Regions from separate parts of the Sus scrofa genome. Here region 2 is linked to region 1. A link is a contact called in public Hi-C data. All regions are on one chromosome and are shown on one strand. The core of a region is the stretch at or near the end of the contact, and the rest is flanking DNA. Distances in the headings are between cores, read along the strand shown. Region 1 holds the start of SPG21 (spastic paraplegia 21 (autosomal recessive, Mast syndrome)). Region 2 holds the start of FECH (ferrochelatase).

Region 1 (7,642 bases), core at 4,923-7,422:
CTGGAAGACTTGTTTAAAATGTAGATTCCTGGGCCCTACTCCAGAGCTTGCATCAGAATTCTTTGGCAACTCTTTTTTTGGGCGGGGAGGTTCTTTGCATTCTGTCACTCAGGGAGCAATTTGTGTGCTAGAGCAGTATCAGCTTCAACTAGCTTAAGAGGTATCCAGGGAGCCACATGCTGGCCCTGGTTCTGGGCCCTCCCTGCAAGGGTGGAACACAGCCTATTCTCTGCTCTGGCTGAAAGGATGGATTTGCAAACACATTGCCTCTTGCAAGATGCTTCTATTTTGATTCTTGTCATTGCTGAAAAAATGTCAGACTCAAAACAGAATTCAGTTACTCGTTGCTAGTTGGGTGACCCAGGATAAACTTTAAAAAATTTTATTTGTGATTTCTCAGTTTAAACACATGGGTAATACCTGCCTTGAAGAATAGAGAAAAACATATAGAATATGCCCAGGCAAGTATGTGGCTCATAGTAGACAATAAATGGTAGCTGTGTTGGTTACCACAGTTTAATGATGCTATAAGGCCTTCTTTGGGCCTGCAACAATATTTTCTCCTCTGGATGGCAGCATCAATTTGCAGATATGCCTTTAGACTAACAGGAGGAAAAGAATTTTAAAGTGTGAAAGTCTCTGTGATTTAGCTCTCAAAATTTCAACTTGGAAATGATGACATGGGGGTCCAGCACCAGCTAGCTGATGACAGTACTAGAACCTGAAGGCTATAGTAGATTTTGTTTAAAAAAAAAAAAAAAGATTTTATTCTTGGTTTGATTTGAAGGACAAAAGAAATATTTCTGAGCATAATATGGAGCTCTTGAGAAAAACTATTGAAAGGCTATTTATTGCTTTTAAAAAAACTTTGTATTAAAGGTGGGACAACCTATTTTCACCATTTTTCTTAACATTATCAAACAATTTGAAGATAAAGATACATGATTTTTGAGAGGCAGAGTCTTAGATTGAACAAACGTGAACCCTGCCACTGGCCCTAAGCCTAAGCTGAATACTCACCCTCTCTGAATCTATTTCCTTATCTATGAAATGAAAATTGTACCTACTTTGCAAGGATTCTCATGAGGAATACAAATAATATATGTAATGCACCTAACATAGTGCCCAGAGCACAGCAGGTTCTCAATACCATTATTATTAGCAAATGTTTATTAAATGCTAGCCATGTTTCTAAGGACTTGATTTTAACTATTTCATTTTATCTTTACAATAACCCGATGAGACAGATAATGTTACTGATCCTCATATTTCCAGACTCTTAGATAGCTAATAAGAGGTGGAGCTAGGTTTCATACTCTGACACAAGTCTATGGGCCTAACCATTTTTCTACCCTGCCTCTATGGCAAATGTTTCCATCCTTGATCAAGGGATTTATGCATTAGGCTCTGCTGCTCAGAAATGAAGAAATAGGAGCACATGTTAATTGAGCGTCCATTATATGCAGGCATTAGGCTAGACAATTTCAAAAAGATTTTCCCACTTTAGTTACTATTTAAACACTTTATTACCTCTAAGAATTCAGAAATTTTTCTAAAACCCTACAGATAGAAGCTGCTTTATTTTGTATATACTTTATTTAGTACAATAGTATAGCTCTTGCTTCCCAGAATTCTTTTTTTTTATTGCAACTCTTCTAGAAGGTAGATTATCAAATTGTTATTTATGGAAGAAACATTAATGGGCTTCTAAGTTAGCAGATGATTCAAAAGATGTGGTGACTTTTCTTAGGAACTTTTGATTTACAAAGTTAGTAATGATCAAACATGAACTTACCCAAGAAGTCAAAATATTGTTTCCATAAAGAGGCAATTTTGGAGTTCCCTGGTGGCCCTGTGGTTAAGGATCCGGGGTTGTTATGCTGTGGTGCAGGTTCCAACTTCCACATGCCACAGGCATGGCCAAAAACCAAACCAGAACAAAAACAACAAAGCATAAAGAAGCAATTTTGGGAGTTCCCATCATGGCACAGTGGAAACGAATCTGACTAGAAACCATGAGGTTGCGAGTTCGATCCCTGGCCTCATTGTCGTGAGCTGTGGTGTAGGTTGCAGATGAACTCAGATCTGGCATTGCTGTGGCTGTGGTGTAGGCTGGCAGCTGCAGCGCTGATTCGACCCCAGCCTGGGAACCTCCACATGCCTCCAAAAGCAAAAAAAAAAAAAAATTGTGTGCAGGCTGCTTTTTAAATTTCTGATTGGAAGGGTGTGACAGTGGAGGGGGTGTTTATCAGAGAAGAGCAGCTTTGAGGAAAGGCTATTGTAAAGATTCTGTAATATAGCTCTCATAATCTAAAATCTTAGACTTGGAAAGAACTTAGAGATCATTTAGTCTAACTTTGGACTCATTTTACAGAGAAGGAAACCACACCCAGCAAGAAGAAATGTCTTGCTCGAGGATAAACTCAGGTTTCTTGACTCCTGGATGATAATAAATTGTTAATTATAAAAAACAGTATATAACTTGTTTGATAGGACCTTTAGGTAAAAGCTATAGAATAGTCATGTCAGTATCTTTCTTGGGCAGTTTTAGAATTCCCACTTGGTGTCTGATCCCTACAATCTAGTACAGTGTGTATATGACACAGCCTGGGTCTGGCACTGAACAAACAGCATTCATTTTCAATCTCGGTCCTCAGCATATTTGATATAGAACACTGCAGTCAACTGTACTCTAGAAAGCCTTAGAAGTATGGCATTCCAAGAATTGCTATTAGTGTGGAAAAACTGTTTTGCTCCTCTTTTACTTTTTCACATGTATTTCCTGGGGCAAAATAGGGGTAATTCATTCTGCTGAGTCAAGTGTAGGGAGGCACTCTGAGTGGAAGGAAGATTGTATACAAACACCTAGAGGTTTGAGACCTAATAGGGTATACTGGGCTCTTTGGGAGAGCCAGACCTGCTCTAGCCTATGCATCCTGGACTTTAGCTTAAAGGCAATGGGGAGCTATTGAAGGATTTAGAGCAGGGTTCAGAGCAGCATTTAAAGCAAAGAATATAGTTGCCTTTAAGTAATTTTTCCCCCCTTTTTCAGCCGCATCTGTAGCATATGGAAGTTCCCAAGCCAGGCATCGAATTCGAACCACATTTGTGACCTACACCACAGCTGTGGCCACCCTGGATCCTTACCCCACAGTGCCGGGCCAGGAGTCCAATCGGCAATGCCACAGAGACAAGCCAGATCATTAACCCACTGTGCCACAGCAGGAACTCCTAAGCGATTTTTTAAATCACATGATAACATATGGATAGATGCTTATATAAAATGAAATACTAAAATCTAAAGCCATCCCCAGTTTCTCCTCAGAGGTAACCACTACTCTGTTTGGTCTGTGTACATGCATGAGAGATATATCTAGAATTATTTTGCGCATGTGTTTTAAAAAAAATATTATCTTGTCAAAAGATCAATTTGAGGGAAAGAGCTTGGGTTTGGGAAATTCTAGGAACCAGCTGGCCACCTGTTTACTTCTGGCTTCGTGTTCAGAGTATTTTGGGAACATTCCAGTTTGTGAGATTCTCACACTAGGATTGGTGCTGTGGGAACTAGCTGGCATACCCCAACCATGACAGCTGCAAACCCTCCCAGCCATATCCACTGGGTCTGCCTGCACCGTTGCTTGCTCTGGGTCAAAAGTTGGCTCCCTGCAGTTGTGGTTATTGAACAGCTAGAATTCACAGATATTAAATATTCCTTGTTCAGGAGTTCCCGTTGTGGCTCAGCAGTTAATGAACCCGACTAGCATCCATGAGGACACAGGTTTGACCCCTGGTCTTGCTCAGTGGGTTAAGGATCTGGCATTGCCATGAGCTGTGGTGTAGGTTGCAGAAGCGGCTCAGATACCGCATTGCTGTGGCTATGGTGTAGGCCAGAGGCTACAGCTCTGATTAGATCCCTAGTCTGGGAACCTCCATGTGCCATGGGTGCGGCCCTAAAAAGACCAAAAAAAAAAAAAAAAAAATTGTTCCTTGTTCAGATTAGGGAATGCACGAGGTGCTTGCCAAACGTTACGGAACAAGTGAAGAACCAAACATGACCATGGGTTCCTTTTCTAAGGGAAACAAAACATTCATTATTTTGGGTTTGCTCTTTTAATAAAAGTATACATATAACAAAGTGTATCCACATAGTGAAATAGTTTTCTTTTTTTAAATTTTAAATGATTTTTATTTTTTCCATTATAGCTGTAAGTTTACAGTGTTCTGTCAGTTTTCTACTGTACAGCAAGGTGACCTAGTCACACATACATGTATACATTCTTTTTTCTCACATTATCATGCTCCATCATAAGTGACTAGATATAGTCCCCTGTGCTATACAGCAGGATCTCACTGCTTATCCATTCCAAAGGCAATAGTCTGCATGGTTTTCCATTATCAAGAGTCAAGTTAAAAAATATTACCAAATTAACAGAATAAGGACTTCTAATCCATTTACACATATCCATAGTTCAAGTCTCATTAGGGCTGATAGTCAAGCGAGGTCTGGGAGTATGGGATCTAAGGAGTACAGATTTAGGAATACATGTGGATTGATTTCTTTATTTGCACATCAATTCATTCAGTACACATTTAGTATTTATTATTAGCCAGATTATAATAGCTAAGGCATTAGTTAAAGCACTCTGTTCCCTTTGCTCTAAATTAAATTTCCCAGAAGTTCTTGTTGTGGCTAGGCTGGTTAAGAATCTGACTAGCATCCATGAGGATGTGGGTTCGATCCCTGGCCTTGCTCACTGTGTTAAGGATCCACAGCTTGACCCTAAGCTGCAGCATAGGTCACATGTGCTAAGGATCCACAGCTTAACCCTAAGCTGCAGCATAGGTCACAGGAGGGGCTCAGATCCAGTGTTGCCATGGTTGTGGAGTAGGCCTGCAGCTGCAGCTGCAGTTTGATCCTTAACCTAGGAACTTCCATATACTGCTGGCTTGGCCCTAAAAAGAAAAATTTTAATTAAAAAAAAAATTACAGCTCCCAGACCACTGTGGGAGAAGATAAACAATGTAATGGGTACCCATAATGGGTTTTATATACAACCAGTGATTTGCCAGTTATCCCATTCATTACCTAAGTTTTTGGGAAAAAGTCCGAGGTTAAAATTCTTCCGTGAAAACACATTCCCTGTATAGTTCCTATGTGGTGCTTATAATAAAAGATCTCTCTATTACTGAAAGGTGATTTTGGCTGGGGGGTGATGGATATATTGTGTTCTTGAGAAATGCGTTTGAGATTCGTCCAGGTTCTAGACTGGAATCCAAAGCTCCTGAGCAGGAGGGCAGAGGTCATAGTTTAAGATAGTTTACTCGGATCCTCTCTTGACCTTAATTCCCAAAACAATTGCCTGGGTAAAGGGAAAGGCTTTTATTAGAGTACAAGTTTTCCCTAATACAGATTAGGAAGAAGCATTTTCAACAGACTTTGTGGCAGGATCACTAAAAAACTTCCTAAAACGAGATTTAACATGTTATTCTACCTTATCACAGCTGAAAATATGCTATTGAAAAAGAGAGTCGTGACCTCTGCAACATCTTACTTGAGAATAATGTTTACAAATATATTAATATTCTCTTATTTTCTTTAAGGGAAAACGATGAGGGAGTTGGAGGTTCAGTGGGAGCTGTTCCCGGAAATCCCCAGAACGTCAGCACAAGCCTGGGAAGGGAGGCGGGAACGTTACAGTGGAGGATTATGAAGGCCGTCGGTGGCTGTGCAAAGGAAAAAAAACCTTGCCAAGAAAAGAGGGTATATAAAGCCCTGTTCATCAAGGACTGAAACCCAAAGGGGTTCCCTCAAAGCTTTATACGGCGGAGAGAAAACGTCCAGCATCCGTTTCCTCCAAGAGGGCGTGAACTGCAGGCAAAGGCAGGTCCCGAGGGTCAAGTGCCCCTTTCTTCCACTCCCACAACCTCTCCTTCGGTGATCACATCACATAGGTGACCTAGAACTGACCCAGAATTTCCTCGGACCTCTTACCCGCGCCCGCCGCCACAGCCTGAGCGAGTGCGGAGACCGCATCAGACAGGATGTACGGAGAGCTCTCGGAGTGCAGCCCTGCGGTCCAACCCGCCCGTGGCCATGGTGACCGCCGGAGACACGCAGCTCCGCCCCTTCCTCGCGACGTGGCCCCGCCCCTCCAAACCCGGAAGCGCGGGGCTCAGGCCAGCTGCGCGAAAGATTCGCGAGAGAGGGCGGTGGCCCAGGCCTGCTTGGCCGCGCGCCCCGCCCCTCGGAGGCCGGCTTTCCAACGCGCCCCCAAGGTCTGCAGAGCTTGCGGGTACAGAGCGCTCCACCCACCGGCCCCGACCCGGGCCCAGCAGCCTCCCTGGACTGGACCCGTGCTGGAGGGAAAAGCCGCCTTGGGGAGGCGGGAAAGGGAACTGGAGGCGGCCACGGAAGGTGAGGGTTTGGCTGGGCCCTGAGAAGCGGAGGGTGTGAGTGTTTGATGTGTTTGTGGCTGCAGGTGAGAGTGGTTTGTATTGTGAGCGGCTGCCTCTGTCGGCGTGAGTTTGTGTGGATCCGACTGTATCAGTTCATGTGACCATGCACGTGATTGGATGTCCCTGTGTGTGTTTGACTGAGGTCGATTCTGAGTTCGTGGAGGAGATCCGTGTGCCTGTGACCCCGCCTTTGTGTGGCTATCAATAGTGGGAGTGGGAGAAGGTGGAGGTCTGTGTATGAGTCGCCTAGGGTGAGGTGGAGGACGCTTGACCTGGGTACATTCTTGTAATCCTATCTTGGGGCTACACTGCTGCGGCCCAGGAACATATTTTTCTGTAAACTTTTAAGAACTCTAAGCAGACTAGTTGTTTTGGAGATTGCACCTCAGGCTGAAAGTGATAAATGCCTTTGTCACTGCTGAGTGGGGTCCAGGTGTGAGGCTGGTGAATGAGGCATGGGGAAAGTAGCAGGGCTAGGCTGTCTCACTTTTCCTCTTCTCCTTTAACTGGGGAGTCATAAATTCTGCATATGCTGCTGCTTTGTCTCCACCTACAATGTTCCAGCTCCTGTTGGCACAAAGATTCAAGAGACTGAGGGGTAATCGAATAGCTGTGTGCCAAATTTCCAAAAGCTTTTATATAAGCCATCTATACAAGATGAGGTGTCACAGTCGAAATGTCAGGTAATCAGCGTTTACTCCCATGAGGTTTAGAAGGTAATGAAATAAGTTTTTGAAGAAAAGAGAGATAAATCTTCCCCTGAGGAAACCTAAAAAAAGAATAGTTCTGGACTGGTATGCTGAGGTATGGAGGCCTACATTAAAAAGCCAATGGCATCACCTAGAGAGTCTCAGGTTCTAATATTTGGCTATTGATGGTGTTAATAATAATCACAGATTGTCCATAAGTCGATCATATTGTTGAGATAAAGGATCAGAAAACCTCTGACTAGTTAAACTGGTTATATGACTTAGACATTTGTAAAGGCGATTTCATTGACTGTGAATTGGCAGGTTCTGTTGAAACCCTGAGGATAAGTGGACTGTAAATTGGCTGGTTCTGTTGAAACCTTGAGACATAAGTGCACATAATTCTTGGTGCACACAGTTTTATTGTTGAGCAAGCACAAGGGGCAGAGAGGCCCAGGTGTCCAGAGCACTCGTGAGGAGGGGTTTCCTTAGGCAAG
Region 2 (7,306 bases), core at 2,885-5,384, 110 kb before region 1:
GTGGTATAGGCTGGCAGCTATAGCTCCGATTGGACCCCTAGCCCAGGAACTTCCATATGCTGCGGGTATAGCCCTAACAAGACAAAAAAAAAAAAAAAAAGGGAGTTCCCGTCATGGCGCAGTGGTTAACGAATCCGACTAGGAACCATGAGGTTGCGGGTTCGGTCCCTGCCCTTGCTCAGTGGGTTAACGATCCGGCGTTGCCGTGAGCTGTGGTGTAGGTTGCAGACGCGGCTCGGATCCCGCGTTGCTGTGGCTCTGGTGTAGGCCGGTGGCTACAGCTCCGATTCAACCCCTAGCCTGGGAACCTCCATATGCCTCGGAGCGGCCCAAGAAATAACAACAACAACAACAAAAAAAAAAAAAAAAAATTAAAAAAAAAAAAAAAAAAAAAAAAAGAATGAGACTAGAGTCTCCAACTAGTACATTAGTATTTCCTAGTATAACTTGGGAGCTTGTAGCTTTTCAAGCTTCTGAACTATTGCTATACCCTCTACTTACAAGGTTCTCTTCTCTGAGGTTAAAAAAATTCTCAAAGGAGGGTAATGCTGTTAATAATGGGTCCTTTATGCTCAGGACATAGGGTTAACACAACCACCTCTCAAAGGCTTTTCTAGACCACTCCTCTCCCTGATCTGAAGACTCTAGAGAAAGAGTATCTCCTACCAAATGATCAGTATTAATCTAGCTAAAGGAGTTAAAAAACAATTCAAAGAAACAACTGAGACTTCTGAATATACCCAGATCACAGCTAAAGAGAAATTCAAACACATAGGCAGCAATGTCTGGTATAGACAGTATGTGTTCTAGAGCCAAGGAGAACTGAGCAGAAATTCCAGATAGGACCAAATAAGCATGTGACAGTTCTTAGGCCACTCACCGAGTTATTCCAAGCCTCACTTTTCTCGTGTGTTAAACAGTGATAAGGCCAAAGGTGCAGAGCTGTTGTAAAGATTAGGAAATTTAAAAAAAAAAAAAAAAAGGAGTTCCCGTCATGGCACAGTGGTTAACGAATCCGACTAGGAACCATGAGGTTTCGGGTTCGATCCCTGCCCTTGCTCAGTGGGTTAAGGATCCAGCATTGCCATGAGCTCTGGCATAGGTAGCAGACGCGGCTCGGATCCTGAGTTGCTGTGGCTGTGGCGTAAGCAGGCAGCTACAGCTCTGATTAGACCCCTAGCCTGGGAACCTACATATGCCATGGGAGCGGCCCAAGAAATAGCAAAAAGACAAAAAAAAAAAAAAAAAAAATCTATGTCCAGCCCAAAGAACACTGCCTGGCACAATGTATATGGTTAAGCAAGAAGTAAGAATACTCAAAAATAAGGACTTGCCCACTTACGATCTAAGACCAGGTCATTCTAACCCTACTTTTGACACAGACAACTGGTCTACCTTTGGAAGGCCTACAAACAATAAAAGCTATAAAACTGAGAGATACGCAGATGAATAGAAGATAACCTAAGAAAACAAAACTTCATTAATTCCTGGAGAAACCCAATAGGTGAATCAGTCAAAAATATACCCGTGACTTAAGAAGTTCATGGGAATAACTGGTTCTCCAAAACCAAATTATTTAATATTTTGGATGCTTGGGGGTGGTACAACAGAGAGTAGAAAACAAGGTATACAAGTACCTAATAGAGCCTTTTTCTATTATGTAGGAGACGACTATTTCAAAAGATCCTAACAAAAATGTGCGCCATTTTAAAAATTAACAGAAATAGGAGTTCCTTTTGTGGCTCAGTGGTTACCAAATCTGACTAGGATCCATGAGGTTTCAGGTTCGATTCCTGGCCTCACTCAGTGGGTTAAGGATCTGGCGTTGCCATGACCTGTGGTGTAGGTCGCAGACACAGCTCAGATCCCTCGTTGCTATGGCTGTGGCGTAGGCTGGCAGCTATAGCTCTGATTCGACCCTAGCCTGGGAACTTCCATGTGCTGTGAATGCGGCTCTAAAAAGCAAAAAAATGAAATAAGAAAATGAACAGAAATAAGATCCTATATTATAACTATTAATAAACACTTGGGGAGAGGAGGCTTTAAGAAAAGAATTGTTATTTTGCTGTTATGGAGCCAAAATATTCTGTCATTAATTTAAACACTGATTTTCTTTTTTATTATTCTAGATTTATTTTTTCTAATTACAAAAGACATATGTGCCTAATGTAGAAAATTTGGAAAGAAAAAGGCACAAAGAAACAAAAATTGATTACTCTACCAACTTTCTAAAAGTACAATGGCACAATGTATGTGGTTAAGCAAGAAGTAAGAATACTCAAAAATAAGGACTATATACATTTATACTGGGGAGCTTCTTATAATTTTCTAATATGCAAAAATACAAAGTGAGTGCAAAATTTTGCTTTTCTACTGCAAGAATTCAAGAAATACTACTCAATTTTTTCTAGAAATTATTTATTTATTTATTTATTTATTTATTTATTTATTTGTCTTTTTGCCATTTCTTGGGCCGCTCTCACGGCATATGGAGGTTCCCAGGCTAGGGGTCGAATCAGAGCTGTAGCCACGGCCTACGCCAGAGCCACAGCAACGCGGGATCCGAGCCGCGTCTTCAACCTACACCACAGCTCACGGCAACGCCGGACTGTTAACCCACTGAGCAAGGGCAGGGACCGAACCCACAACCTCATGGTTCCTAGTCGGATTCGTTAACCACTGCGCCACGACAGGAACTCCACAGTCTAGAAATTAATTAGAAGTTAATTCCTTCATATAAAACAAGATAATTTCAGTACTATAACTACATCTTAAAATCAGAGTCCATAATTCAGTTGAACTCTAAATCTACTTCCACTATGGTTAACTAATCCTTTCGCTTAGTTACTTATAACCCGGACAACAAATCCTTTAAAGTTTCTCGTATTGTTCTACAACCTCAACTCTAAAGCCTGTCCAGACTTTGCTACAGGAAGGATGGATGAAAGAAAAGACTAATTGGATACCTCTTTCAGCTCCATTACTGGCACTGTGCTTCCTCTTCTTAAAAGACAATGTCTTTTGTCTCCCACTACCCTTAGCAACTGGATCCTCATTGTACACTAGGACCTTATTATTTTCCTAACAAAGGCACCTGTAATAAGATATGGAGGTTTAGAATGGATGCCTTCTCAGAAGGTGCCAAATGGATGATTTAGGGAGTTTATAAAAATAAGTCAGATCTGTGTCCAGTAACCATTCAAAGGTACTAATTTAGCATCTTAGCAGGTGGCAGCCTTTTACATAACAATAACTGAACACTTTGAGGGTATCTATATATCTACTGTGTGCCTGTCACGGTGCTATAGGCGTTATCTGTATTCAGCTAATCTCCATGGCAAGCTTATGAGGTATTACCTTCTCCTTTTACGTTTAACAAAGTTCAAGCTACACTGAATCCCTTGCTGAAGTGCTGCAGGGCTAGTATCCCAGCCAGGAGTGTCTGAACTAGAGTTCTGTCAGCAAAGTACGTTCACGTCTGTATCAGATATGTGCAGGATTGTCACTGGGGCTTTTTCTCCAAATACCTGTATAAAACACTAAGCCCAGCTGCCCCGCAGTGGGTCCTGCTGCAAAAGTGAGCACTGCGTGACGCCAGGGGCTAGGGAGAGGAGCAGTGGACCCAGTGTGACTTCCACCACCAGGGAGGGAACCTCAGGGTAGATGTCTACGGTGATGATGATGGTGACGTTGCCATCGTTACCATTTCTGTGCCTGGCCCTTAACGCACTCTGCCTCCCGTAATCCTCACAACTCTGTGACTATCATTATTCTTATTTTACAGAAAAGAACTAAGGCTCTGAGAAATTCAGCCACTCCTCATGGCCACCCAGCTGACCAATAGGACTCCAGGACCCCTCCCCACGGCCTCCGAGGGCCGTCAAGTAAGCCCCACGGGAGGGTCCCTTTCCGGATCCCTTCTCCGCCCCTTGCCCCACAACCCAGCTTCCTGTGCAGCCGCCGTCGTTCCTGGAAGTTCCCAGGCCCGGGGGCCTGCAGCTAGCTGCCTGCTGTCCCCGCCGTCACCGGGTCCCCAGCCTAGGCGGCGGCCGCGACAACCCCACTTACGCAGATCGCGGAGCAGGACGCCCCCAGATCGCAGGGCCGCAGCCATGTTTGTGCCGACTGAAAGCATTCCCGGGGCAGCCTCGGCCCGGGGCCTGGGTTCCTCCCGCAGCAGCACAGCCAGGCACGGGCTCCGACAACGACCAGTCGCAGAGCGCAGCACCAGCCACCCACGCTGCCTTATCATGCGCCGCCACTCCCTGCGCCCAGGCTGCGCGCCCGCTCATTCGCTGCCGAACCGGGGCGGGGATCGAGGGCGGGGCCAGGAGGAGGCACGCCCCTCACCGGGGCCTGCCCTGCCGTAAGGCAGTCTTCAGGGTAAGAAACGGCTCAGGACTGTACTATCCGCCCTTTCCATCTCTTCCACCAAAAATACTTGCGTTGGCGCCCAGCTTCACTCTGTGTCTCCCTGGTTGCACATAGCCACCTGACCAAGGCAGGAACTGCAACCACAACTCAGCAAAGAACTTTCTTGACATTACCGTTACTATCGCATAGAATGAGAATGCTTTTGCCTCAATTCTCCACTTTCGTTGCCTAGGTACAGAACAACTGTGCTGACTCTTTTGCTTTGTTTTCAGAATGAGAAAAGGAATTCTTTCATATAAGACACTCACGAATAATTATCCAATTTTTCTGCAGCAGATTTTGACAGCTGTGACCAGAAAGCCAACATTATACAGCTAACGTGATCGTGTTAAGAAAAGTGAAGGCCAGCCCAGCAAATCAACTTCTTGGAAGGCTAGTGTGGTGAAGTTTATCAGTATGATGTCTGCGCACCTTGACAAGGTAGTCACCTGACCCCAAACCGCCCACGGGACAGCCCCCACCCCCTTCATTTTTAGCCTTTCCTACATCCCTACACCTGCACCCCTACATCCCGCCCACCTGACCCATAAATTCAGTGCGTCTCAGAGTACAAGACCAACCTTTGGAACAGAAAGGTGTCAGGCATCATTCTTTCATTCACTGAACAAGCATTGAGCATCTATCATGTGCACTTGGAAAACAGCAATGAATAGAACAGAGGAGGGGCTTACATGGGGATTAGGGGAGAGTCAGAAAATAATCACAATATGTACTATTTAGGGTGATGATGAGCGTTAGAAAGAAAGAAGCGATGTAACAGAGATGAGAGAGAGGAGGCTAATGCAATTTGAAATAAAGAGGTCAGAGAAGTCCTCACTGCCATTTGTGAAAGACCTGAGGAAGTAGGGGGCATGCCATGTGGAACATTCCAGGAAGATGGAGTCTAGATTGGGTTGGAAAAGTTTTCTGTATTCTCTTGATTAAATTAGTTTATTTATTATTAAAGTTAGTCCTCCTTGGTTATAAGCTCAGTGTAAATATGTCAAATTAAATGAATTACCTTTCATATTATCTACATGATCTTCAAATCAACTCAGAATGAAAATTATATTAGTTTAATTTGCCCTTTAAGGAGGTGATCTTCAGGAGTTCTCTGGTAGCCTAGAGCTGTGGCATGGGTTCGAGTCCTGGTTCAGGGAATTTCCTCATGCCATGGGCATGGCCAAAAAATAAATAAAAAAGAGAGGTGATCTTCATAGATAATATATTCCTCTACCTAAAGCCTAAACCCATTGCTTTTTTTTTCTTTTTAGGGCCACACCTGTGGCATATGGAAGTTCCCAGGCTAGGGGTTGAATCAGAGCTGCAGCTGCTGGCCCATGCCATAGCCACAACAATGCCAGATCCAAGCTGCATCTGTGACCTACACAGTAGTTTGTGGCAACGTAATCCTTAACCCATTGAGTGAGGCCAGGGATCGAACCTGAACCCGCAACCTCATGGGTACTAGTTGGATTTTTACCCACTGAGCCACAATGAGAACTCCTGAAACCCACTGCTTTTAAATAAACTACACAAACAGACTCTACATTTTGAAATGTTCTGCTGGAAAAAGTGGACAAGGCAAGAGAACTAGAAAAGGCCAAGAGTTTGTAATGGTTGAGCTATGTGGGCTCTCCTCAGCTACCTCTGGGAGCCTCTGGAAATGTTATCTCTCCATCCCGGGTGCTATGCCCCTCCTGCTAAGTGGAGATAACAGGAGTCTTCTGGCCCCTCCCAGGGAAATGCTGATGATTAGTGACAAGGCAGAAAGGTGCAAAGCCCACATAATCAGCACTGAAACAGGTTAAATTTGTAGCTGGCCAGAAAGAAAGAAGGGAACTAGCAAAACATGCTTTATTAAGTATATCAATATAATAAAATTAAAAAATGAATTAGCACCATGCCATACATTTTCCTCACACCTGTATTTTTATTTTTACTGACTTTTTAAAAACTCATTCAAAACTACACTCTTGATGTACATATGAAGACTCAGGTTACAAATGTAAACAGAACTTTATGCTTTTTCCCCAAAGAGAGTTTCATGACATTTGTTATTTCTAATCTAAGACTTATTTCTTACAAACATCATATATAACAGCTTTTCAATGAGTACATTTTATGTTCTTTTGAAGTGGAAGCAGCTATAATGTGATTTATAGGAGCCCTTTTCAAAACCCTTTGGAGATGCCTAGCCTGGAAACTTCCATATGTCACATGTGTGTCCCTAAAAAGCAAAAAAAAAGAAAAAAGAAGAACTGATCAGAAAACATAGTCCTTAAACCAGAAATTGTGAGTTCTAAATATGGGTTTAATAAGAAATCCAGAAAGCCCTTCAAGGCTAAAGAAATTTATAAAAATTTAAATTATGAAATTTAATTTAAATTTAACATTTTAATTTATTTATATATATATACATATATGATGGTGTATATATATATATATATACACATACACATAAGTGTGTATATAAATGTGTTTTTTTCTGGCTTAAATATTTGTATCAAAACTATCACCACTTCCCTTAATCTGAAGGCACAGTCTCTAGGCCAGTTCAGATAAGTGGTACCCGCACCACACAGGCGAGGGTTTGTCTGACCCCGGGTGGCTTAATTAGTGAAGAAAGCACTCTTGTCACACACAGCACTCGGAGTTCGGCCTTTGGTTCTCAAGAAAATGAATTTGTTGGTTTCAGCTCAATGCTTCAGGAAAGAGGGAGAGGGAAAGATCCTCTAATTCATTATTTGCCATGATTGGCACCTCTGAGCTACGCAAACTAAATTTAAATTCCTCAATTCTGTCTCCTTAATCAGAAAAACAACAGGGCAAGGGGGATGGGAGTGTTCAGTGAAAGAGCAGCAGTGGCTGCCTGTGGCAGACAACAGTGAGC

The links. A called contact is a pair of places that touch in the nucleus more often than the background predicts.
Region 2: a contact with region 1 is called in a Hi-C map of heart right ventricle, with 2.8 times the contacts expected there. The contact joins the promoter of FECH here to the promoter of SPG21 in region 1. A contact is called at or near these places in 2 of 47 Hi-C or Micro-C datasets (epiblast stem cells and heart right ventricle) and 1 of 2 datasets of contacts at active chromatin or transcription factors (alveolar macrophages).

The regions. Positions count from the first base shown.
Region 1 is chr1:107,005,652-107,013,293 of Sscrofa11.1, forward strand. It overlaps SPG21 (spastic paraplegia 21 (autosomal recessive, Mast syndrome)), which reads left to right and starts at 6,173. Exons shown (of 9, transcript NM_001244929.1): 1 at 6,173-6,415.
Region 2 is chr1:106,894,101-106,901,406 of Sscrofa11.1, forward strand. It overlaps FECH (ferrochelatase), which reads right to left and starts at 4,135. Exons shown (of 11, transcript NM_001170523.1): 1 at 4,069-4,135. The coding sequence starts at 4,135. It overlaps LOC110260892 (a long non-coding RNA gene), which reads left to right and starts at 4,390. Exons shown (of 3, transcript XR_002344451.1): 1 at 4,390-4,606; 2 at 4,708-4,854.